2 separate regions of the Triticum aestivum genome follow, and region 1 is linked to region 2. A link is a contact called in public Hi-C data. All regions are on one chromosome and are shown on one strand. The core of a region is the stretch at or near the end of the contact, and the rest is flanking DNA. Distances in the headings are between cores, read along the strand shown. Region 1 holds the start of LOC123138293 (probable histidine kinase 6). Region 2 holds the start of LOC123138292 (endoglucanase 7).

The links. Hi-C and Micro-C count contacts between places; a contact is called where the count stands out from the background.
Region 1: a Hi-C map of leaf shows a contact between it and region 2, with 4 times the contacts expected there. The contact joins the promoter of LOC123138293 here to the promoter of LOC123138292 in region 2. A contact is called at or near these places in 4 of 5 Hi-C or Micro-C datasets (leaf and an unstated tissue).

What each region holds. Positions count from the first base shown.
Region 1 is chr6B:611,768,118-611,775,197 of IWGSC CS RefSeq v2.1, forward strand. LOC123138293 (probable histidine kinase 6) reads right to left here and starts at 4,322. Exons shown (of 11, transcript XM_044558242.1): 1 at 2,934-4,322; 2 at 1,793-2,026; 3 at 1,495-1,664; 4 at 930-1,148; 5 at 670-856; 6 at 532-583; 7 at 220-449; 8 at 1-27. The coding sequence starts at 3,254.
Region 2 is chr6B:611,555,144-611,561,265 of IWGSC CS RefSeq v2.1, forward strand. It overlaps LOC123138292 (endoglucanase 7), which reads right to left and starts at 3,225. Exons shown (of 4, transcript XM_044558241.1): 1 at 2,353-3,225; 2 at 1,503-1,703; 3 at 513-767; 4 at 1-415. The coding sequence starts at 2,820.

The DNA.
Region 1 (7,080 bases), core at 3,072-5,571, 210 kb after region 2:
AACGTCGTCACTCACAAACACTGCAAGCTGCGGCAATAAGGGAAATATTAGGAAATAATGTGCTACAGGAAAGGAGGTATATAGAAGAATGGCATTTGTGGAATTGTATTGTCTGTTTGCGCTCGGCTGCAAACAATCACTACAGGTAGTCCACATCCATTATGACTATGAAAGCATAGGAAAGATATTGAATCATTTACGCTTGTAATAGTAAGATACCTCTATGCACTTCGCTCTTAACTTTGAGGCAAACAAAGAGATCACATCGTCCGTCAGCGTTCGCAAGTCAAAAGGCACTTCCTCGAGTTCCAACCTTCCAGCTTCGAACTTTGCTCGATCAAGGACATCATTTATCAGTATTATCAACGCTTTGCCACAATCCTGAGCGGTCTGAGCAAAATCCTTCTGAGTCATAGTCAGATCTGTCCCCAAAAGCATGTCCAGCATTCCTACAACAAAAGGTAATGTTTTAAGATGGCCTAGTCCTTAGAGTGAACGTTATGTATGTACGAGAAAGGAAGATATTCATACCAAGGACGCCGTTCATAGGAGTTCTAATTTCATGTGATACAGTTGCCAGAAACTGCAAAGAAGAAAACTTGCATCAGTATACAATTCTTATGTACGGAAGAAAGCCAAGTAGCCTAAGCACAGAAATAAATGTCAAACCTGAGACTTTGCAATATCAGCAGCTTCTGCTTGAGTTTTGAGCTCTTCCATTTTTCTACAATCCTCTGAAACTTTGTCATACCGAGACCATGCAGCACAAATTATATACCCAATAAGCATCCATATGACAAAGCAGCCCATAGGATTACTAATAGCAGACCACGGCATTGGAGGCTTTTGCCCATACCTGCACAACTTACCAACATTAGTGGAAGGACAAGGAGCCAACAAAGTCAGTGTCATGGGAAGAAGCTACTAACCTGCATCTCATTTCATGCTTCCTAAACGGATCTCCAAAATCAAGCATGCTAACATGCAAGAGGTCCACTTTATTATCTGGAGTTTGAGATCCATACATGGCCATAGGTTCTGAAGCATTTGTGACATCATACACATTCACCAATATATCCTGATTGCCAGCAAGTTTACTCAGCAAATTTTCCACAAGTGACTCCACATCAAAGGCTCCACCAAGATAGCTGTCAGTGGTGATTCGATTAGATTAGAGTCATGACTCAGGAGGCCACACACACAAAATAGTTAAGTATATGTTCGTGTTATATTTCTGGTACAAAACTCTAAATATGTTGGCTATCACACTAGGAAGGATCTTTGTATTGCTGAATGAGAGAAAGAAGGACAATAAGTTAATACTATATATGTACGAATAATGATACATTAATGCAAGTTCTCTAGGTTATTGTATGCTATGTCGAATCATCTGCTTTGATGCCTTGAAGTATTGTATAGCCAACACTAAAGAAATGACATGCAAATACAGGTTTTATGGGTCATCACATTTGGAAGATAGTCCAATCATCTTACCCAGCAGTTGCTTCCACACGTTGCTCAACTGATGCATCAGCAGGTAGATCAGGGCGATACACTGCAAAAGTGAGTACTACCCCCAAGTGGTTCGACCCAAGAAGCCGAAATGGGTTTGTTAACACAGGTTTGCCAGTTTCCCTCGCACGCAAGATGTTTTCTCGGTCCTCCTACATGCGAAACAAACGGATTATTTACACTGAACCAAACTTAAGACTTGCAACACAACGTGTCCCCTGCCCTCAATGAACTAAGAATCAACGGACAGAAGAAACCATCATGCAGTAAGAAATCACACCTCCCCAGACATCATGTCCATGCGCGCAAGGTAGGAGACCGTATCCTGGGAGAAAATCACCGGGGCGTACTCATCTTGGAGAGGTGCAGCCTCTCGATTCATAGTCCTCATAATCCATCCATGCTGTCTTTCAAACGTTTCCTTCTCATGAGGAAAGAGGCGCTGTGCGTAAGCCACCCCATTTAGCAGCGGACGCTCGAATGATGTCCTTGCCGTGTACTTTGCAAAAGTATCCTGCAGCAAAAGTTTCAGCAAAATGTAGGGTAAAGCACACCAGCAGCGAATTGACAGATTTAAGATTGAATAACCAAGAGCATCCAAGAAAGTAAGAAAAGATCAAGTTTAAACTGCACCTAATCCATGTGATTTTTTTATTATAGCAAGAGACTCACCCAACTAGGTCAGTATCCAAAAAAAAAAAGATAGCAACTAGGGCCACCAACCAAATTAGGGCATTACTCATTGTTGCTTGTTGCAACAACCAGAATGTGCCTTCAAATACCATATTGCCTTGCCAAGGTACTCCTAAAAGTCTAAAGCTACCACTTAATCAACAAAAGCAGCGGGCTCGGAATTCCCAAAAGAGGACACCTTTAGGGAATATTTTAGGAGAAAAAAGTAGGATCAAGAACCCATCACTGGACAACCGCAGCCAGCACTGCATTGCTACGATTGTGAGCATAAACAAATGGAGTCGGTCAAGCATTGGCCAAACCCAACCATTAACCACTCCAAAAACAAACAGAGCAATGTTCTTCTTCTACCGGCCTAGTAGTTCAGAGACGTCTCTGACTCTGTGTCTTGGAGGTTTGGAGCATAGAAAAAAACACAACAGCTGCAAGAATGCCACATATTCAAAGATCAAGAGGCCCACAACGAACCGACTAAAACAATAATGTGCCGCTAAACGACTAGCCTGCAACTCTGTAAGCATCGAGCCACCACGAGGAAATATCCTTTTTTTAAAGAGATGCAACAACCATGTTTTGCTAGTACTATACTTGTTTAGGATTTCTGGAGCCCGCCATTGCCGCGGGATTGGAAGCACGCGGCGACATGGGAATGAACGAATGAACGGATACATCAATCGAGGAGGAAGAGGAAGAAACAAATCGGCAGCTCGTTTGTGTTGTTTGCTCACCTGGTCGAGGGCGGAGGGGTTCTTCTCGAAGTGGAAGGTGGAAATGAGGATGGCGAGCGCGTGGACGTGGTTGACGGTGACCCCGAACTGCTCCTGCAGCATCCTGGCCCGCTCCTCGCACATGCTGACGAGCCGCTCCTCGGCGCGCTCCATGGTCTCCCGGCGCAGCTGCCAGTGCACGGCGGCCGAGCAGGCGACCGCCGCCACCAGCCAGGCCACCGCCGCCAGGCGCCTCCAGCCCCTCCTGGCCGCGTACTTGCCCATCCCCACCCTGCCCCCCTTCTCCTCCATGGCTTCCCCCAATTTACTACTACTCCCCATCCCGCACAATGCGCACCATATGCTTGTGGGAATGCGCGACGACCGCCGGCCCCGGCCCCAGCGAAAGCAGGCGCGCACTGGTACCCAGAAGAAAAACAAGCGAGAGAGCGGGAGCGCGGCGCGGAGGGGTTGGGCGGAGGAGGCGGCGAGCGGGGGCAGGGGCGGCCTCAAAAGAGCCGAGCTTTCGCGAGTTCCCAGCCGAGACAGCGGCGCTAAAATAATTAGCTAGCCCGCCCGCTCGCTAAACCGCATTAATAAAATCCGCAGCGGCAGCGCCTCTTTACTCCAGTGCTCCTCCCCTACCTCCGGCTGGCGGGTGGGCGGGCGGGCTCGCCGTTGGCTGGCGCGGCTGCCGAAGCCAATTAAAAATTGGGGAGGAATCGCACCAGGCTCGCTCGCTAGCTCTACTAGCTTTTTCTGTGCCGGAAATATTCTGGACAAAGGCCCGCCGCGTGGCGTGGCGTCCCCCGGCAAGCCAATTGAGCGGCGCTCGCCTCGCAGCCACAGGCCCGGCCTCCTGCGATGCTGGAGCGGCTCACGAAGCGCGGGCGAGCGAGCGAGCTAGCTAGCCTCGGGCGGCGGCGTGTAGGGGCTCTTTTTGGTGGGTGGGTGGAATTGGGAGGGCGAAAGGCTGGCGGAGATCGACGGCCGCGCGGCGGCAGCAGCGGCGGAGCTGGGCAGGCGCTGCCGCTGCGGCCTACTCCTGCTGCTGATCTGCTGTAGGCTGGAGAGAGCTACGGGTGATGGGCAGTGGGGGCTCGGTGGTGGCGATCCCGCGACGGCGACCGTGGCGAGGGAGGAGGGAACCAACCAGGCAGGCCAGACGAGAGGGAGGGAGGGAGAGGAAGAAGCCGGGTGGGGTGGCTGCGGCTGCGGCTGCGGCTGCTAGCGAGCGAGGTAGAGCCAGCCAGTAGGGGGTGCCAGGCCAGCGCGCGGACGAGCGCGGGGCGCGGGGGCGGAGTGCGGGGCGGCCGAACCCACCCGTGGTCCGTCCCCGTCTGATCCACACACACACACGGACACGGCCAGAAGCAGAACTGCAGAAGCAAAGCGAAATGAACGGCCGGCCCCCTACATCGGTCTCGGATGGCTCTCCTTTTTGTTCCCTTGTTCACCTCGTCGCCCTCCTGGGCTCCGCCGGCTGAAGACAGCGTGGTTTGGTTTGGTCTGGTTTGGTTTCCTTCCTCCATCGACACGCAAGCTAAAGTTGTCTCACTACAGCGATGGGTGGCGCGATCAGGCCGGTCGCCTCGCGAGAAGACGATGGCGTCGTGTCATGATGTGTGCGGGTTTTCATACATGATTGGACGTCAAAATGTTCAAACACGGGGAATTATATCCGTCCAATGAAATGTACAGCGTGTCGCCGCCACCTTCGCAGCCATCTGCCCCCTCCCGCCTCATCGCCATCAGAGGCCAGCGTCGGGCGAAGCTCGTGCGGAGGCCAAGGATGGCGGCGGGGCTCCACCTCTGTCTTCGTCGTTGAGCGGTAGATCACCTGGCGGTGGCTTTGGGCTGCGGCAAGGGCGGTCGGCTCCAGGCGTCCACATCTTCATCCGGCACAACAATTCAGACAATAGAGCATCCCCACTACGACCTCCAGCCTCAAGTGCGACGACCATCCTCCTACATCACATGTCACGGCGGGGCGTTGATCGTGGCGGACCCCTTGGGCGACGAGCAGTTGTCTTGGTGTTTCGATGGTGGGGGGGGGGGGGCAAGGAGTGCTGGCAAAAGTCAAGGGCGTCGCTCACTTGTTGAAGGCGTTGACATGCAATCCTTGACTCCGCTCCCAAAATGCTTTGAGGGAAACCCTAGGCCTGGATTTGCCTGGATCGAATGATAGCGGCGCTCAGCTCGTATTCCCCATTGGAGGCATCGTTTTGAAGTTAGGCCTTTTTAGACAATAATGATGACTGGTGGCGTTTTTGCTGATTTCTTTTGTGTTGCCGAGTTACGATGATGTTGGTCAGCGGTGCGGATGGTCAGGTGAAGCGGGACGCAAAGTAGTGGCAACTGATTGCAACCATGGCGGTGAAGTGAAGAATCGTGTTGTAATGCTTTTTTTAGGGGGGGAGGGGTATGTCTAGATTCATCACCAACATACACTTGCGGGGCGGAGATGTGGGACCATCGGGTGCCTTCAATGTGAGATTTTGGCGGTATTGTCTCTTCTCGCCAGTTTGATCTGCAACTAACATAATTCATATGCCGACAGATGTTCTAGGCTCCGCGTATGACTCTTGGAAATTGGATTGTTTCAGTAGTGTAACCATGGTTTTTAGTCTACGTGGTTGAGTCCATGTTTGGATTGTGCGAGCTTGTATTATTTTTCGGTGGCTCAACAACTTCTCGGTATGGATCATCGTTGCTTTTTTTTAGTTCGCATAATCATAGCTACGATCATGTATTGGTGTTTGCTTTTCCTGGCTGCTATCTTATAAGTCAATAGAAACGCCTTCTTCATAAAAAAAAACCACACAAAAGAAGCCAATAGAAACACTCCCTTTACAAAACAAAAAGTACAGCGTGATAGTGTCGATGATGTTGGCTGGGTCAAGTTCGACGGAGATAGTGGCGGCTAATTGCAATCTTGACGTTGTACTAAAGGTTTGTGTTGTATTATTTAGGGTGGTGACTATGCCTAGATTCACCAACAGCATACACGTGCACATCGGATCGTGCGGTGTCTTGAATGTGAGATTTTGACAGTATTGTCTCCTCTTGCCAGTTTGATCTACGACCAGTGTGTACCAGCGGAAGTTCCCTCTGCGAATGACTCTTGACATCCCGGTTGCTTGCCTGGTGTGTGCATGGTTTCGAATTTGTATGGTTGTGTTCACTTTCAGATCGTGCGTGCTTGCATCATATGTGTCCACTTTTGGATCGCCCACAGAAGAAATGCAGATTGAAAGAAAAAAAACTACAATAATCATGCATTTAGAACCAGGCCAGGCCAGAGTTATTGGAACAGAAGATAGCATGCAAGGTAGGTAACAATACAAAGTGATCTAGTATAACACAAAGACAAATACACTTCGGACTAACGACACTGAAAATAAAGTGGAGCATAGCTAAGTGCAGTGGAATATCAAAGTCATCAGAAAAAGTCTTCAGAGAGGAGAGGGTTTTAATTCTTCAGAAAATGCAAGTTACACAAAATAAACAAAAATAAAGAATATGAAACGAGAGACTCGGTGAAGAAAATCGATTTGTTGCACCGATTCGAGTTGTTGTGATAACTCTAAGTCTGGTTGGAGAGGTTGAGAATTAACTTAGAAGACCAAGTCACCACCATATTCTCCTTGAGCTAAGATCACTTAGACCTCGCATAATCACTTGTGGTAGATCTTTAATCTATATCTCTGAACCTTCATGTACTCGTTCTTCGGCAATTCACAATGGCTGTTGGATGCTCTGATCTAATGCCTAACCTAACCGTCTGAAAGATCAGTGTCTTCAAGAGTAACAAGTCTCCGGTTCATTCGAACATATTCTTAGTGACACTCAATCACTTTGGATATTAGGTACGATGTCTTTCCTCACTAGGATCGACTCAAATGCGGTGGAGAGGGCTGGCTCAGCCGGGGGTTGCAACTCGAGGTCCGTTATGACGTTGGACGGGACAGGCTTGCCAACCAGCTATCGCCAACGAGGCAACGGTCGAAAATTTGAACTCTCAAATTCCTCACAGTGGAAGTACCAAACTGCTGGTTTTCTAACTCTTAAGAGAGGACTTTGACTAAAGCGTCCCAAACACTGTCGTCTCAGACACCGAAGAAAAGGGCACTCACTCGAAGACAATTCCAAAGTTTTCACTTGAAGA
Region 2 (6,122 bases), core at 1,975-4,474:
ACGGCACGATAGAGGCGGCGCGGTGGTGCACCCTGGCGGGGTACTTGGCGCCGTAGCCCACGAGGTAGCTCACGCCCCTGGGGTTGGTGCCCAGCACGTAGTCCACCTGCGCCCTGGCCAGCGCCGCCACCTCGCCGGCGCCCGCCGTCTCGCCGCCCGCGCAGGTCACCGTCTCCACGCCGGCCTCGGCCAGGTAGTCGGCGTAGGTGGACAGCAGGAACGCCGCGTTGGTCACGTACTGCATGTTGTTCCACTGCCGGATGTAGAGCATCCCGCCCGGGCTCCGCTCCACGTTGGCGTCCTCGCCGCCGGCCGCGTTCCGGCCCAGGCACGCGCACACGTAGTGCTCCGCCTTGGCCTGGTACCGCTCCAGCGTCCTCTTCTGCTCCGCCGTGTGCTCTCCCCTCAGAAGCAGCTGAAATTAATAAGAGAGCCATTTTCGTCAGTGATCGTTCACCTGATGACTACTGTCTGCCAGTGCCAACCATAGTGCGTAGTAGATGCTGGCTTACTCTTGCGGCGAGGATCTGGACACCGGCGTACTTGACGTCCCAGCTGAACTCGGTGATGGCCCAGCCGGTGCCGCCGAAGTCGTGGGCGTTGTGGACGACGTAGTCGAGGTAGGCGGCCTTGCCGGTGGCGCGGTGGAGCCAGAGGGCGGCCCACAGCAGCTCGTCCTTGTACCCGCTCACCGACGCGTAGTAGCTCTTCACCTCCGCGATGCTGCTGTCGTACTGGCCCCTGTACCCGTCCGCGAACTCGAACAGCTGCACGCACGTTCGCAAAAGCGAAAGCAAACATCAGCCAACGTGCACGTACGAACACCCAACAACCAGTAAGATTGCATACACTATCATCAGTTTAAAAATAAAAAAATAAAAAGCCCTAAGAATAATTAAGGTTGCATATGTATCTATCATTCATTGATGCATTTTTATAGTTGACACTTGAAAAGCAGCAGGTAGGTAGCGAGGCCAGTGAGTGTGAATACGGACCGGTTCAATTAGCACATGATGACACGACGACCGACCGCTTCCTAATAATTTCCCAGTTAAGCCGCTGGTTCAACATGGGATTGAACTGGCCACCTAATCATGCCCGGAGGCAGCAAATGGAAAGTTCCCCGTCCACCAGATAGAGGTTGCACGCCGGCCCCACACGGCAGCCAGACAGCCCCTACGAAACGAGCCGAGCCGACAGAAGAGAAAAATCTCCATTTTCCCGCCCGATCGATCGACGTCGATGGCGTCGAGCTGTTGGCAACTTGGCATGTGCGGCACAGGGCACAAGAAAAGAACACACCTCACACCACCCATGAAAAGACCGGCGCCCCTTGACCAACGCCACCAACACTCGTACGCTATGTTCCAAAATCCGGTACGCAGACAGACTGGTACTACGCTGTGCTCCAAACTTGCACCGATATTTTTCTTGCATTTTTCCACGCCAGACCTCGCATGCACTACGTCAACGTGTACGCTGTCTGTATCTAGAGTGTGTACCTGCTGGGCGTGGTGCAGGAGGAGGTGGGCGTAGTGCGGGTTCGACTTGCGGAAGACCATGGAGGCGGCGGCCATGGCGGCCGCCGTCTCGCCGGCGACGTCGGAGCCGGGGTGGTCGCGGTCGACCTTGTACGCCTGCCGCGACGTCGTCATGTCCTCCGGCCGCTGCCAGCAGTAGTGGTCCGTGTCGCCGTCTCCCACCTGTTCAAGAAAAAGCTAGGAGATTAATCCGACGGCTCTGGTGCATCATGGACGACGACCGACGAAGCTTTGAAACATATGCACGCCATGTGTGGATGGAAGAAAATAGTTTAGTGCTGCCGTTCGTTGGTACGTACGTTCATCAAATCAAACTGGCCGCCTACCTAACACGCTTGTTGTTATTCACCAGAAAGAACCTTTTTCTTTTCTCCCCTAACCAGAAAATACCACATATAATCGATATTTCTAAAGAAAAGATGTACGTATAATTGATCAAAGTGCAACAAGGTAGCTAGGTGTGCATAATTGAATTGAATTGGTCTCTCTCTTTCTTTCTTGGAACGATCACTGGCTTGCTTGCGCAACAGCTAGCTTGGAGCCGGTCGGTCTCATCTCATGCATGTCATGATCGATCGTATCTGAACACAGCTACTCCCTCCGTCCGAAAATACTTGTCATCAAAATGAACACAAAAGGATGTATCTAGAACTAGGATGTATCTAGAACTATAGTTCTAGATACATCCTTTTGTGTCCATTTTGATGACAAGTATTTTCGGACGGAGGGAGTATGAGCTAGCTATAGCTAGGGGATGGATGGAGGTGACGCATGATCGCCGTCGTCGGTCGGCTCGTGGAGTGCTACGTACCTCGGCCCATAGCTCGTCGGGCTGTGTGTGCGCCTTGATGAAGTAGTCGGTGCCCCACTTGATGGCCTCGAGCGCGTGCGCGAGCTCGCCGGCCGCCGCGACGTCGTCGCCGTACTCGATCATGCTCCATGACAGCATGGTGACGGTGAAGGCCATGGGCAGGCCGAACTTGACGTGGTCGCCGGCGTCGTAGTAGCCGCCCACCAGGTCCACCCCCTGCTCCAGGCCGTCGGTGAGGCCCGAGTGGTCGCGCCACGGTACCCGCTGCCCGTGCGGCAGCCGCCCCGACCGCTGCGCCTCGAAGTAGAGCAGGCTCTTCCGCAGCGCCTCCTCGTAGTTGTGCGCCTTGCCGTCGCCGCTCCCGCTCTTGCTCCCCTCCGCCGCCGCCGCGATCAGAAGCAGCACCAGCAGCGACACGGCCCCGAGACGGCGAGACAAGATTACGGCGGTGGCGCCCCCTGATCTCATTGCGCAAGAAGGTGCTCCTCGGATTGTTGGTGTGCCTTCCTCGCTTGTGCGTGCCCCGGGCGCGCCCTGTGATCACCGCTGCGCCGCCCTCTGCCGGCTCTGCTAGCTTTGCCTGTGTGCGAGCGTAGGTGTTTGTGTTATCTCTCTCCCGCCGTTGTGCGTTGTGTGCTGTGTGGCGAGCAGGGCGGGGCAGTGTCCTCCGACCTGAGGCCGTGGCCTGGCGCGCTTATATTCGCGGCCGGCGTCCGGGTCCAGCACACGCACGCGCACCGCGTTGAACCGGTTCGGCGGCCGGGCCGCGCCGGGGGAATATAAAACTCTAGAGATAGGAGTAGATAGCAGGAGAGGAGCAGGCAGGCAGGAAAGAAACGATGCAAATATGAGGGAGCGAAGCTGCGTTTTGGAGTTGGAGGGGGTGGACTCGTTCGGGTTTTGTATCGTTTGTTTGGTGAGGCAGGGGAGATTGAAACAGATGGTTGGGTTGGGTTTTGGGTTAGCGACGACGCACGCAAGCGGAGCAGATTTTGACCGGGACGCGCGTATACGTGTAGCGCGGCCGGGGCTTTTCAGAGCGCGCGTACACGTGAGTCGGTTGGGGCCAGCCGGGCACGTACCGCCAGGTACCAACACATGGCCGAAACACGCGTGCGACCGGCGTAGTTCCTTCGGGCCAAGTCGCCGGTCGATCGACTGGCCGGCCGGTGGCCTGTAACAGGCTTTCATTTCGCCGTGAAATCTTAGCAGGCAAGCTATCTAGGTCAGGCGGCCGGTCTGGTAAGAGCAAGTACAATAGAGCCGAGTCGGCGGGCTATAAAAAATAAACTAGTATATTTCTGCTTAGTTGGAGGAAAGAGAAGGTAAGCGGGCTCTTCGTGAAGAGTCAGCTCTAGCACGTGCTCTTAGGCACTTTGTGAGAATGAAAGATGGGTCACATAATAAAAAAATAGTACAATCTTTTAATCTATTATTGTACATGTTGGCTATAAGATAAGCTGTATATGACATGACACTGGCTTATAGCCAGCAGCTGGCTATACTATTAACCATGCTCTAAAAAGACTCGTATTTTTCTCTCTCTCTCTCGCTACCTCCCGTGGAAAAACATACTCGGTAGTTATAAGTGGTTGGCTGAAGTACGTTTAACTATAGGCAAATTATAAGCTTTGTGTGTGCCGTGAGATTATTGTTCCGGCCGGGCGCCGGGGCAGGGCATGTTTTGTCGGGGGCGAGCATGTTTCTCCACGATCGGTTGGTCAATCGTGTAGTCAGCTGACGGTTGCACCATGTTTCGCGATGATAATACAGCACTACATGCATCCACCACTAGATCGATTGCTAATTCTAGCAAGATGATTATTAGGTTGGGCTAGCCAGGTACTACTATCAATGATCAACAAACTGTATAGTACGAGCTGATTAAGCTGCACCATATATTCTGCAAAACGAATATATGTACATGCAAGTATACAGGGCTAGCTTCTTCTACAGGCATACGTCCTTTCCCCATCTGCTCTCGTGCGTGTACGTGAAAGCGAAAGGTGACCCCCTTTTCCCCGTGGTGAAAGTGAAAATAGCGATTCGTTTCCCCGTGGCCGGACAGGGACTCCCCGGCGGCAACGATTTGATGCCTCCCTTTTCTTCCACCGGCTGCGCAATCCTATTGCCAGCCTAGACCCTAGATACATGCATGGGTACATCTATCTGGTACTGGTAGGCAGGTTCATGGATAGATGCACGGTTTATACAACGATATGTGCTTTGCCAAACCGTAAACTACTGCTAGACTAGTACCCGATCCCTTGGAAACTTCTCCGGTAGCTCTCTCCGTCTCTCCCATGTGGCGTAGTCAACCATTGTTCCTCGGAGAGGGCCAACTGAACCACCGCATTTTGACCGTGCTCTGGCACCGCACGCACTCGTCTAATAAGTCTTCGTCGTTTTCTATTGCTCGTCGAAGAAAATTAAAGATCTAGACGTATGTATCGATTACGATGTGCTTAATGTATGTGTGTGTGAGATGCTATGGTCACTAGTTTCCTCTCTACTAGCTAGCTCAACCGGTTCCGTTTTCTAGGTGCTTCTTCTTCTCCTCGTAGCTCAACCAGACGTCTGGTTTGTCCAATTTTCTCGTGCGGTTGGGAAGTCCTACTCCCTCCGTAAACTGTTCTGTCAAGCAAAGGCGGGAAAATTGAAGGAGGCTACTAAGCTAACACCACCTCATCGCCCTCCTTTTGTACGTGGTTAGATCACTAATTAATGGCTGCCTTTTGGTGGCCGATGATGACGTTGATATGTATTTGTGCCACGGATTTTTCGTGCCCTTGAGATTACTTTTTTTCAATTTGCTAGCTAGTAGTAGTTCTCATATATTTTTCTTTCTAGACTAAGATCCAGTGACGGAGGTTGATTGAACCAATGACCTACCTCTTGTTGGGGTGATAAAGACTTTCTTGCTTCCGAAATCCTTTTTGAGAGGGTACCCTTTTTCCTTCGTCGTTTTCAAATTCCAGTGCGATGCCACTAGCCAGGTGTACGCAACTACACAAGCAAGGTCCACCTCACGTATGCAAGGGCAGTATAGTTTCTTTCATGGTTTATGATTTATATATGTTTTCTTTGAAATCATGAACACACACATATAAAGGTATGATGACGTTGATGGGAAATTTAGTCGCACCGCTTCACCAGACCATAGTTTGCCTATCTTAATCGTAACCAGGTTTATTTATTTATGTATTTCTTTTTGTGACAATATTTATTTATATATTTCAACGATTTGTTGGACAAGTACTTGCATAATTACATATCAGAAACCTGTTGGTTAGGTCCTCCTCAGGTATGCAGGGACACTATAGTTTCTTTCATGGTTTGTGATTAATGTTTTCTTTATCGTGAACGCACATATAAATACGATGACATTGATCAGGAATTTTGTCGCACTGCTTCACCAACCATACACTTGTTTGCTTATCTTAATCGTGACCATGCTCATTTATTTTTATATTTATTTTTGCCAAAATATTTATTTATACATTTCGACAAAAAATCTGATCAATGTCTTTTGGTTTCTCTTGTTGATTTGTGGCCTGCATAAAAAAAGAGAGCTAAAGTAACTTTTTTTTTCTGATTGTGAAAAGAAGGGTTTGATTTGATTTTTCCACAGCTCACAACTCGGTAGTGATTTTCATGAACCATTTGTATCTAGATACAATGATGAGTCATCTAAATGTTTTTTTTAACCGGGCTTTTCGACCCCTTTCCATTGCATAGAACGGAAATACATCAGTCCCAGAAACATGTTC